Linked DNA regions of Hordeum vulgare: region 2 is linked to region 1. The links are chromatin contacts, called in public Hi-C maps. All regions are on one chromosome and are shown on one strand. The core of a region is the stretch at or near the end of the contact, and the rest is flanking DNA. Distances in the headings are between cores, read along the strand shown.

Region 1 (5,777 bases), core at 1,040-3,539:
TCTCGTTCGAGTAACTATCAAACAAGAAGATGATACAGTTTAGTAATCTTGCATGTATGATGAAGTTTGGTAGCACAAGTAATTATGTGAAATCAAATATGAAAGCACGGTGAGAGGCATACGTTGACAAGATGGTGACCCAGATTAATTCGACACAGTCGACCCAGAGAAGTCTTTGTTCGATAGGAACCACACCATATGTAATTAAGTGTGCAAATGGCCACAGCTTCCATCCAGCCTGCAATTACAATTCAGATAGATCAACACTTTGAGCTTTGTAACAAAGTAGCAAGATAAATAAAATGGGCAAAAGGTAATATACAATACTCTTATATTGCAGCACAACTAATCCTATCGATCACATTTCACTTTGTTTCCATTTTCTCTCATCCACCTCCCAAATTCTTTCACAATGGTGTATCAGATGTATGTGCACCTTATTTAGTTAATTTACACCCATTAACACACACGTGTACTCCCTCCGTCCCAAAATAACTGTCTCAAACTTAGTACAACTTTGTACTAGAGCTAGTACAAAGTTGAGACACTTATTTTGGGACGGAGGGAGTAGTTTCTAGTGGACCTAAAAGGCCTGAAGACAATAATACTACGCATCAACAAATGAAGAATGAAGAAGCAAAATGCATATCACCTCTGTATTAATTCGCTCTACGTTCTACATTTTCTAACGGAACAACAGGTAGTATACGGTATATCATGAAACTAAGGTCGTCAACATTCACAGTCCCAGTGTCCAATGATACTTAGTCTGGCACAACCACAGAAGCATAATTCAGAATTTAAAAGATGACTGATGCTTACAGTAAGCATGGGGAAGAAGGTGGCCTTGAGCTCGCTGAATATGGTGAACGGAGATTCCCAGCGAAGGAAGCCCAGGGCGACGAAGTAGATGCTGTTCCACAGCGCAGACCAAGCCGTCTGATCAAACGCAACCTTGACAGGCACAGCCCACCAATCCTTGAACGGGAACAACGACTGATGCAAGAAGGTCGATGCATTCATGTCAGTTACCTCATCAAACATCAGACAAACTTGTACCAGCCAGGCTTCAGAATCACAATCGTTACCTCGCAGAAGTGATAGTAGTAGTGCGAAAGGGATCCGTGGAGGGTGAACCCTACGAGGCCAGACCGGAACATGCGAGTACGGTCAAACTCGAAGATGGGCTTGCCTTCGTAGCACTGTAATAAGCAGGAGTAGCACAGACAAGAAGAACCGTATTAGCTATTGCAGCAGCAGAAAGGGAGTCAGTCAGTGAGCAGGGGGGAATTGGATTGGATTGTCACCTGGGCTATCCAGTCGCCGAGGGAATAGACGACGCCGCTGATCATCATCTTGGCAAGAACCGGATTGGCCTTGAGGGCCTCCTCGTAGGCCGACCAGTTGTGCTCCGGCATGTAGCGCAGGATCTCAAAGATAGTCCACCCCTGCACCAACCAAATCCAATCAAGAGAAACAAATGTTAATCACCATCCATCACGAACCCGCTATCAACCGAGATTATTTATGGGTAGCTATTAGTAGTCGAAGAGAAGAAGCAATTTTTTGGCTGGAATGAATCGAGGAGGTCCGTCCGTCCTTACATGCCAGTAGTCCTGGTCGACGGTGAGGAGCTTGGTGAGCGCGTAGGTGCTGGCGCCGAGCACGATGGCCGCGTTGATGCCGCGGTCGAGCATCTTGTTGCCGTCGTCGCCGCCGCCGCCGGGGGCGAAACCCCCGCCCACATCGCCCTGGAAGGCGAGGCCCTCCGGCAGGTCCTCCAGCAGCCCCGCCGGCACCACCCCGTCCAGGTCGCCGGCCCCGGGCCCCGGCAGCGCGTCGGCCGGCTCCGCCGCGGCCGAGACCCGCAGGGCCCGGCGGAGGCGCCTGGAGGACCCCGCCAGGCGGACGAGGGACGGCGCGGCGGCGGAGGCGGAGGCGGAGAGGGGTCTGCTGGGGATGAGCCGGCTGCAAGCCGGGGAGGTGGCCACGGACGCCGCCATCGCTGCCGCCGCTCTAGCCCCGCAAGCTGCTGAAGAACCTCCCACCACCACACACGCGCGCGCGCGCTGAGGCTGGTTGGCTCTGGGCTTCTGGCACCTGATTGCTTCTCGGCTTCTCGCCTTGACCGACGTTGGTGTGAGTTTCCGACCGGTGCTTTTTTCTGACTGGTGCTCGCGTGGTTTTATCCGCCGGGGCTGCCAACGACCGCGTGGAGCTTGTGGATCTCTCGCGGCCGCGCCATCCTGCGGAGGAGGGGAGTCGGCAGTCGTCTCGGCCGGGGTAATCTCGTTTCATCCGGGGGAAATTGATTCTGATCGACGATTTTGTGGTGGGGGAGCGTGTGGGACTCGGGCGGGCCGAACCTCTCCGCCTCACACCGTGGGCCAGTGCACCACGACAGGGTATCCTAGTTCCAGGTTCCGTGGAGCCCGGCGGAGATTCCACGCCTCCGGTGACCGGTGGTGCCCAACTGCTTGCTTCTGTGGCCGTTCTGTCCTGCGCCTCGTAAATTGATTGATTTCCCATGCACAAAACCTACATGTTTTGGTCATTTTTGTGTGGACCTAAAGAATCACCAGAAAGAACTCGTCTGCAAGAACACAGACCAGCTAGCTGAGGCCAACTTCAATACACGATACCAAACAGAAGTATGTTTTGTTTAAATTTTATCCGTTTGTTAAAACAATGGAGTGGCGTCCGTATGTTTTTCTGCATGTACCGGCCGTGCGCTCAATGCACGGCCGCTGTTGGTCCGCCACAACGAGGAAAAGGTCCTAGAACAATGCGAATATTATACAAATAGTTTCACAGATAATAAAGTTTCATGTTCAAATAAAAACACAATTAAATAGTTTTACAGTCCAATCGAAATTGTCTTGAATAGATGAGACGTAAATGAACCGATACATCTATTTGTTGTCAATGTAAGCGCACATGTGCTCAATCAAGTCATCTTCAGAGGTTGCCGGTTGTTGATGATCACGCTCAACATTTTCATCTTGAAAATTAAATTCTTGATCATAGATGATGTTATCATGCTCATCCTTTACTATCATGTTGTGCATGATCACACAAATAATCATCATCTCCCAAAGCTTTTGAGTGCTTCATGTCAGTGTAGGTTTTAAACAATACCCCATCTTGATTGAAGCACATCAAAACCATGCTCCACATCTTTTCTAGCACTTTCTTACATTTGGGCAAATCCCTGTCTCTTCTCTCTTTGTGGATTGGGTATCTCTTTACAAGAGTTGACCACTGAGAATATATACCATCAGCTAGGTGGTATCCTTAGATGTAATGGTTGATATTGGTCTCAAAGTTGACCTTTGGTGAGTGGCCTTCTACATGCCTTGCGAACTCTTGAGAACATTGAAGCACGTTGATATCATTGTAAGAACCAGTAATGCTGGAAAAAAAATGTCATATCCACAAATCTTATGAAGCTACCGCTTCGCGTATGACAGTGGCACCTTTCACATGCCCCTTGTACTGCACCTGCCAAGCAAATGGATAGTTCTTTCACTTCTAGTGCATACAATCTATACTATCAAGCATGTCCGGAAAGCCCCTCTCGGCATTGATCGTCAACAACCTTTCTGTATCAATGGTAGTTGGCTCTCTCAAGTACTCAGGGTCAAACACTACCACCACAATCTTGCAGAAATTGTACATTGATAGGAATCATGTGTACTCACTCATACACACGTACTCATCCATAAGATCGCGTGGAATTCCATACACAAGCATGCGAATAGTTGCAGTGCTTTTTTGATAAAAGGAGAAGTCAAGCTTTCCAAGGGCATCCTCTTTGCACTCAAAGTATGGGTCATATGCTACCAGTCCTTCTCGAATATGATTGAAAACATGTCTCGCCATATGGGAGAGGCGACGGAATTGATGTGATTTGTAGAGCGCGGTATTCTCAAAGTAATCAGCATATAGCAGGGTATGGCCGCTCTACCTATTGCAGTTCAAGGCCGGAGCATGACTCGAGATTGATCTCCTGAACCGAGGTCGCTGCCTAGCAATGTGGTAATTGATGACCAATGCAGCCACCACAAGCTCTTCGTCATCCGCTGAACAAATGAAGTTGTGGAAAAATACTTATCCCGACTATCCATGGTACCTTATGAGCAAAGTGTTGAACACCTTATAGTAGTGTTGGACACACGAAGGGGAACTAGACAGCAGGCAAGGTTGGTGTTGGCGGGCGACGCCATGCGGCTATGCAGCGCCTACCGGAAGGTGTTGGGGTTAGCTTCTCTCTGCACCGGAAGAGCCATGAACATTGGCAAAAACTCATCTGAAACACTTGCGTGAGCCGGCTATGACAAGTCGCGGTCGTGGTTTGGGTGGCCTATCAAGAAAGCAAGGAAGAGGGACGTCAAAAATGTGTACCAACGGGTAGCAACGATGGAGGAGGACAGAGGGAGGGTAGTGGAAGAGAAAAGGGCGTCTGAGCCATCTATGGGCGGGTCAGGGGAGGACAAGGGCACACGCCCCGCCCGTCCGTGCGTTGTGTGTCTCAACGCAAATAAGTCGAAATCAAACAAAAACAGACATTTGTCTATTTTGCTTCTGTGTGTTGGACCACAATTTATGTCTGTTTTCTTTCAAACGGACGCGGTCGAACCATTTGAGGTCGCACGTTGGAGTTGGCCTGAGGTCTTACCGAAAAAGGCTTTCGCCCCGCTTTATATATAAAGCAACGATCAACATACAAAATTCAAACAACCGCACACCACACACACCCAAGGCTGGTACAAGGGGCCGACGATCAACAACAATACTCCAAAACACCAAAGAAAACAACTAACAGACATAAGAGCATCTAAGGAACTATGGAGCGCTCCACTGAGAATGAGTCGCCGCGAGGAGACGACGCCGAAACTCGATGACCCAGGAACTCCAAAGCGGTGCTTCCAAAAAAGAAACGACACCAAAGAGCCGCAACCGCCCGATCCACTGAATCGAGGTTTTCACATGAAGTGCCTCGAAGGACGCAGGGCTGCCGCGATGGAGCCTTCAGGAAGGGAACGCCGCATGGACGTCGCACCATTGGTTTGGTCCAAACCATACGAGGTTTTCACCTCAGCCACCACCCTCCGCCTCCACCTAAGGTATGGCACGATAGGAGAACGTCGGCCGCACCACCACCGTAGATCGGTGAAGGCCCACCCCATACCACCCATGCAGCCATGACAACAAGCCTGCCAGCATCCGAGCCGCGAGCTCCGCCCATGGGCCAGTGGCTCCCGCTAACAGGGATGCCTCCCTGCTTCCACACACTCCGGACACCATCAAAGGTGCGTGCTAAGGTTCTTCACCAGCACATTGGCAACACCGTCCCCAGATGATCGTTTGAAGCCGCACAAAGCAGCACATCACCAGCCAGCAGTTTTTGACCGGTCTTAGATGAGTGCACTTGGCTCATACACGAATGCACATGATGGATTTCTCTACACTTTTTGACGACAACTATGGCAGATCTTCGTAATGAAAAACTAGCGGTACCGGTTTCTACCGGGTATCGCACAAGCATTGGATGTATTCTGCGATGCGTGCGTACAAATTAATCGTGTACTGTAGTCAACGTAACAACAGTTACCAAAGGATTTTTTGTTGTGTGTATTCGCACACAATAGATACAGTGGAGCCCACATCAGCACTTAATACATTGTGTCCTCCATCTTTGGGACCCTTTCCTCTCGGCATTTGTCTGAGTAACCGCTGGATTGGACAGGTCCGTCGTGCCGCACCACGCCCCCCCC
Region 2 (5,251 bases), core at 413-2,912, 910 kb before region 1:
CAAGAACAGGGGTGCATGGAAGCTTGCTATCCATGTGCCAGAACCATGAGTTGGTTGCGAGATCTTATGGGTTTCACCTCTAGCCTACCCCAACTTGTTTGGGACTAAAGGCTTGGTTGTTGTTGTTGTTGTTGTTGTTGTTGTAATAACCCTGAACATGATCTCTTGGATCAACGACAAACACAAAACTGGTGCATATGTCAACACTCAATACAAATATTAGAAATGTTTGATATATCTATGGTTGACACTGCCAGACCCTACAGAATGGGAACCACATGATCTATGATCTAACAATACATGAATGGGCAGCTCAGGGAATATTTCTACTCAAACAGGAGTGTCATTTCACTACTTAAGTACATGCCAATCTTCATGTATTCAACACGGTCATATGAATTACCATATTCCCTATCGATTGACGAGCAAATAAAATTTTGACAGTTCCCTATATCTGTAAACAAAAGATCCATGTGATGTAATATCTCTCTTGATATGTACAGCAATGTAAGGGCGTCCGGAACATGTTTAGTTGAATCACCAGCAAGCATGTACACATTATGGCCTAGTGACAGATTGTTTCTACCTTCTAAGTCGACAGTTTTTTCCTATGTATTTTGACATCTCTAAACTTGCATAGATAGCAAATTATTACATACTAGTACATTGTGATAGCTCAAAATAGGTCACACACACTGTCTACATGGCATACTGAGATTGAGGAGCTACTAAAATGACAGATGCCAGGCAACATTTTTGTCCTCACCTGCTGAAGATGTCTTGCATGTTCATCCCTCCGCCGCCTCCTCCTCTCCCGCCTTGGAACTGCTTCAGCCCCTCCTCACCATACCGGTCATAGACCTTCCTCTTCTCCTGATCCGTCAAGACCTCATAAGCTGCATGGTAACAACACATTCAAACATAGATCCCCTTAAATCGAATTATTCAAGCTCAGCGAGTGGAATTTCAATCCTTTTGCTCGTAAGTCCTAACACAGGATTAGTACCATTATTGATCTCGGCGAATCGCTTGGTAGCCTCCTCATTGTCAGGGTTCTTATCAGGATGGTACTTGAGCGCGAGCTTGCGGTACGACCTCTTGATCTGATCCTCCGACGCGCCCTTGGGGACTTGCAGCACGTCGTAGAAGCTCTTCCTGATCCACACCAACAAAAACACCACGCAATTTTCAGCGGCTTCCAAATGCCAATCCGATATTTGAATCACATAGAACTCGCACTTGGATCGAGAGATCAGCGCTGAATCCGCGGAGGGGGGGGGGGGGGGGGGGGGGGGTGGTATAAGATCTCGAAGAAACTACGCGAGGATCGACAACTGTTCCGAGCATTACCCCTCGATCACCGCCGCGAGATGCAGCAGCAGCGCGAGGACGGCCGCGAGCCGAGCCCCGCTCCTCCGCGGCGCCGCCATCCCCACCTCGCCGGGTCCCGCTCGACCTCCCCCTCAACCCACCGGCTAGGAGTTAGGATCAGGATTCCCGCGGCTCGCGAATCCACGCGTATGCCCCTGCGGTACTGCCGACCTCCTCCTCGTCGTCGTCGCCGCCGTCGCCGTCTTCCTCAGTGGCTGGCCCTCTCGCCTCGCGGGTTAAGGGCTTCGAGAACTAGAAGGGGAAGGGATGTGGAGCTGCTTTTCGGGGAGACGTGGAGGCGGGTGATGTGGACCAATGGGAAGCCAGATGTGCGGGGCTCCCGCAAATGGGATGGTTCCACGTGGATAAAACGACCGCATTAAAGGAACCGCCCGTTGCACCGCGTCAGGTTGACTTAGAGCATCTGTAGTACTCCATCTGTACCACAATATTTGTTGTTGGGAAGAATTAAACTAGTTCTCCCCAACAACAAATATTATGGAACAGAGGGAGTATAACCCTCAAACCCTTAAAACAAAAATCAGTTTTAAGGGTTGAGAATTACACATTTTTAACACCTTTAAGGTTTAGGGTTGAGGCAAAGACTATAACCCTCAAACCCAACCCTTATAACGGCCGTTATAAGGGTTGAGTTTGAGGGTTCTAGTCTTTGCCACAACCCCAAATCTTAAAACTGTCATTCATATATCACACATTTCATCACATTTCATCATATGACATATCACAAATTCAATCACATTTGACATAAAACAATAATCATTCTAGTTATTATTACAACACCGAATAAAACAATAATCATTCAAATCATTACAACAATGTTTGAGCAAATAACAACAATTGTTCGAATCAAATAGGACATAGAAAAGTAAAACAAAGATACATCATGGGCCAATGCGTCGCCCATCCAAATGCCAGTGGTGCTCTACTAGATCATCCCGGAGCCGACCATGAGTGGTTCCATCCTCGATCTCACGATGTGCTTCAAGAAAAACTTGTATGCGAGAAGGGTTTTTTTTCCGGTTGCACACGGGTACCAACATTGTCATAGAAACAAGGGAGGTTTAACCCTCTCTCATCCTCTAGGATCATGTTGTGTAGAATCACACAACATTTCATGATGTTCATCAAGGTTTTTTTGTCCCAAAACCTTGCTGGACCCCGAACTATGGCAAACCTTGCTTGCAAAACACCGAAAGCTCTCTCAATATCTTTGCGGGCTGCCTCTTGTGCCTTGGTGAAATGAGCCTGTTTTCTTGTTAAGGGCACCCCATTTTTCTCCTTGATGGACTTCACAAGAGTTGCCCATTCGGGATAAATGCCATCGGTGAGATAATATCCCATTGAGTACTCATTGTTCATGATTTTGTAGTTGCAAGCTGGAGCATCCCCAGAAATTAATCTTTTGAACAAGGGAGATCTATTGAGGACATTGATATCATTGAGTGTTCCCGGCAACCCAAAGAATGCATGCCAGATCCATGTGTCCTCCGATGCTACGGCCTCAAGAACAATGGTAGCATCACGGCTTTTACCGCAATACATTCTCTGCCATGCCTTTGGGCAATTTTTCCACCTCCAATGCATGCAATCAAGACTATCAAGCATCCCCGGCCATCCCCTTTTTTCATTCATTTCCATTAATCTCTTTGTATCTTCCTCGTTTGGTGCCCGGAGATACTGCTCACCATACAACCGGATGACCAACTTGGCAAACCTACGGACGGACTCCGTGGTTGTATCTTCCCCAATGCGAAGATACTCGTCGGTATAATCCGCGGGTATGCCATAAGCGAGTACCCGCATTGCCGTCGATATCTTTTGATATGCACTAAACCCCATGATACCGGCGGCGGATCTACGACGTGTAAAATAATACGAGGCGGCCTCACAATCGGTGACAATCTTCACAAACAGACTACGTCTCATCCGGTACCTTCTGCGAAAGAGACGAGGAGGGTATGTAGGTACCTCCGCGAAGTAGTCTCGCATCAAATGCTCGTGTCCGAGAGCGCGGTTCCGGTAGATGGTGAGTCGCCCCATCTTCGACCCTCTCCTCTGATCCAAAAGCTTCACGCGGTCTTCAAACGCTTGCCCGTCGACGAGGAGGCTCATCATCTCGACGTCGTCGTCTTGCAACAACTCGTCAATGTCTGAATCGTCGGATGACGACCAATCCGGCGAATCCGACGACGAGTCCATCTACATACGAAGTGGCTACAATTAGTGCCAATGAAGCAAAAATTTAAAACTAAAAAAGTAAAAAAAAAAATCTCACCAATGAGCGGAGGGGCGGCGGCCGAGGCACGGTGGGGCGGCGGGGCGGCGGCCGGGGCGCGGAGGGGCGGCAGGACGGCGGCCGGAGCCTGGGGACGGCGGGGCGTCGGCCGAAGCGGAGGGGCGGCGGCCGGGGCGGAGGGGCAGCGGCGAGGCGAGATGCGGACGGCGGCGGGTGCGGAGGGGCGGCGGTCGGGGCGCGGCGGGGCGGTGGCCGGGGCGCGGAGTCGCGGAGGGGCGAAGGGGCGGCTGCAGGAGCGCGAGGTGGTGGCCGGATCGCAGGGCGGCGGCGGGGCGGCGGGTCGACGGCCAGGGGGCGGAGGGGCGGCGGCTGGAGCGCGGGCCGGCGGCGGGGCGAGATGCGACCGAGCTATTTCCTCTCGCGCGGAGGAACCAACTGCCTCCCGCGCGAGGAGGGAAAATGAGTGCGGGTTGGGGGCAGTTCCCCCCCCCAACCCTCACTTCTACAGGCTGGGAAGGGGTTTAAGGGTTCGACCTCTAAATTTTTTTACGGGTTTAAGGGTTCTAGTCTACGCCGTTTTTCCGATGAAAATTGTAAAAAAGCGGTTATTTTTAAGGGTTTGAGGGTTTGAGGGTTCTACTAGAGATGCTCTTAGAGCATGGTTAATAGTATAGCCAACTGCTGGCTATAAGCAGTTTTATAACCCATCTTATAGCTAGCTTGTACAATAGTTAGCTATAAAAAAGTACTACTTTTATCATATATGGCCCACCTTTCATTCTCACAAAGCACCTAGGAGCACGTGCTAGAGCTGGCTCTTCACAAAGAGCACGCTTCCCTTCTTTCTCCTCTTCTCTCTCATCCAACTCAGCAAAAATATAGTATTTTAATCCTTACAGCCTGTTGACTGTACCTTATTGTACTTGCTCTTAGGCGATGCTGGTAACGGGTCTACCTGAACGTATCCACTGCTCACATCATGTACTCATTCCATTATTATTTACTCTCCATATTAACTTTGTTAAAATTATTTGTTTTATCTGTTGTGTTTTCCGCTGGCGCGACTAGGGTTTACGCTGGTTCGCCGTCGGCCGCCTCCTTGGCGGCGGCGGGGCGGTCGACGTCTCGCTATCCCAGGTCGGCACCTGAGGCGTTGGGCGCTGGTCTTCTCTTCGTGACGAGGTAGATGGATTAAGAAGTCCACATAAAGTAGGATTAGTTTCCTATATTGTTCGTTTCTTGACCATATCATGAGCTTGGTCATAAGATTCTGAGGTTTGGAGACTAGGTTTGTGAGGTATGTCTTTAGAATTTTTGTCCCCTAGCGATTGAAGCTTGGGTTTTCTGTCCTTCGGCGGCGCGTCGTTGAGAGTTTTTTTGTCCTCCGCAAACAGGGCACAATGAGGGTTTTAAGTTGGAATTGTCGGGGTATCTTAGGAGTCCCGATTGTTTGCTCGCTTTCGGACATCCAAAGGCGACATGAACCGGATGCGATTTTTCTATGGGAGTCGCATTTGGATAAGGACAAGGCATGAATTTTGATGAAAAAGTTGCACATGGACCATATGATAGTAGCCCCAAGTTTGGATGGAAGAAAGGACGGGTTGCTACTAGTTTGGAAGA

Evidence for each region. Hi-C and Micro-C count contacts between places; a contact is called where the count stands out from the background.
Region 2: a Hi-C map of seedling shows a contact between it and region 1, with 4 times the contacts expected there. The contact joins the promoter of LOC123426059 here to the promoter of LOC123426040 in region 1. A contact is called at or near these places in 1 of 6 Hi-C or Micro-C datasets (seedling) and 1 of 1 datasets of contacts at active chromatin or transcription factors (embryo).

The regions. Positions count from the first base shown.
Region 1 is chr1H:95,021,160-95,026,936 of MorexV3_pseudomolecules_assembly, reverse strand. It overlaps LOC123426040 (protein SYM1-like), which reads right to left and starts at 2,289. Exons shown (of 7, transcript XM_045109824.1): 1 at 1,605-2,289; 2 at 1,308-1,448; 3 at 1,089-1,202; 4 at 823-996; 5 at 123-238; 6 at 1-14. The coding sequence starts at 2,003.
Region 2 is chr1H:95,935,516-95,940,766 of MorexV3_pseudomolecules_assembly, reverse strand. LOC123426059 (dnaJ protein ERDJ3B) reads right to left here and starts at 1,662. Exons shown (of 11, transcript XM_045109838.1): 1 at 1,351-1,662; 2 at 1,007-1,155; 3 at 767-896. The coding sequence starts at 1,430. It also overlaps the pseudogene LOC123397128.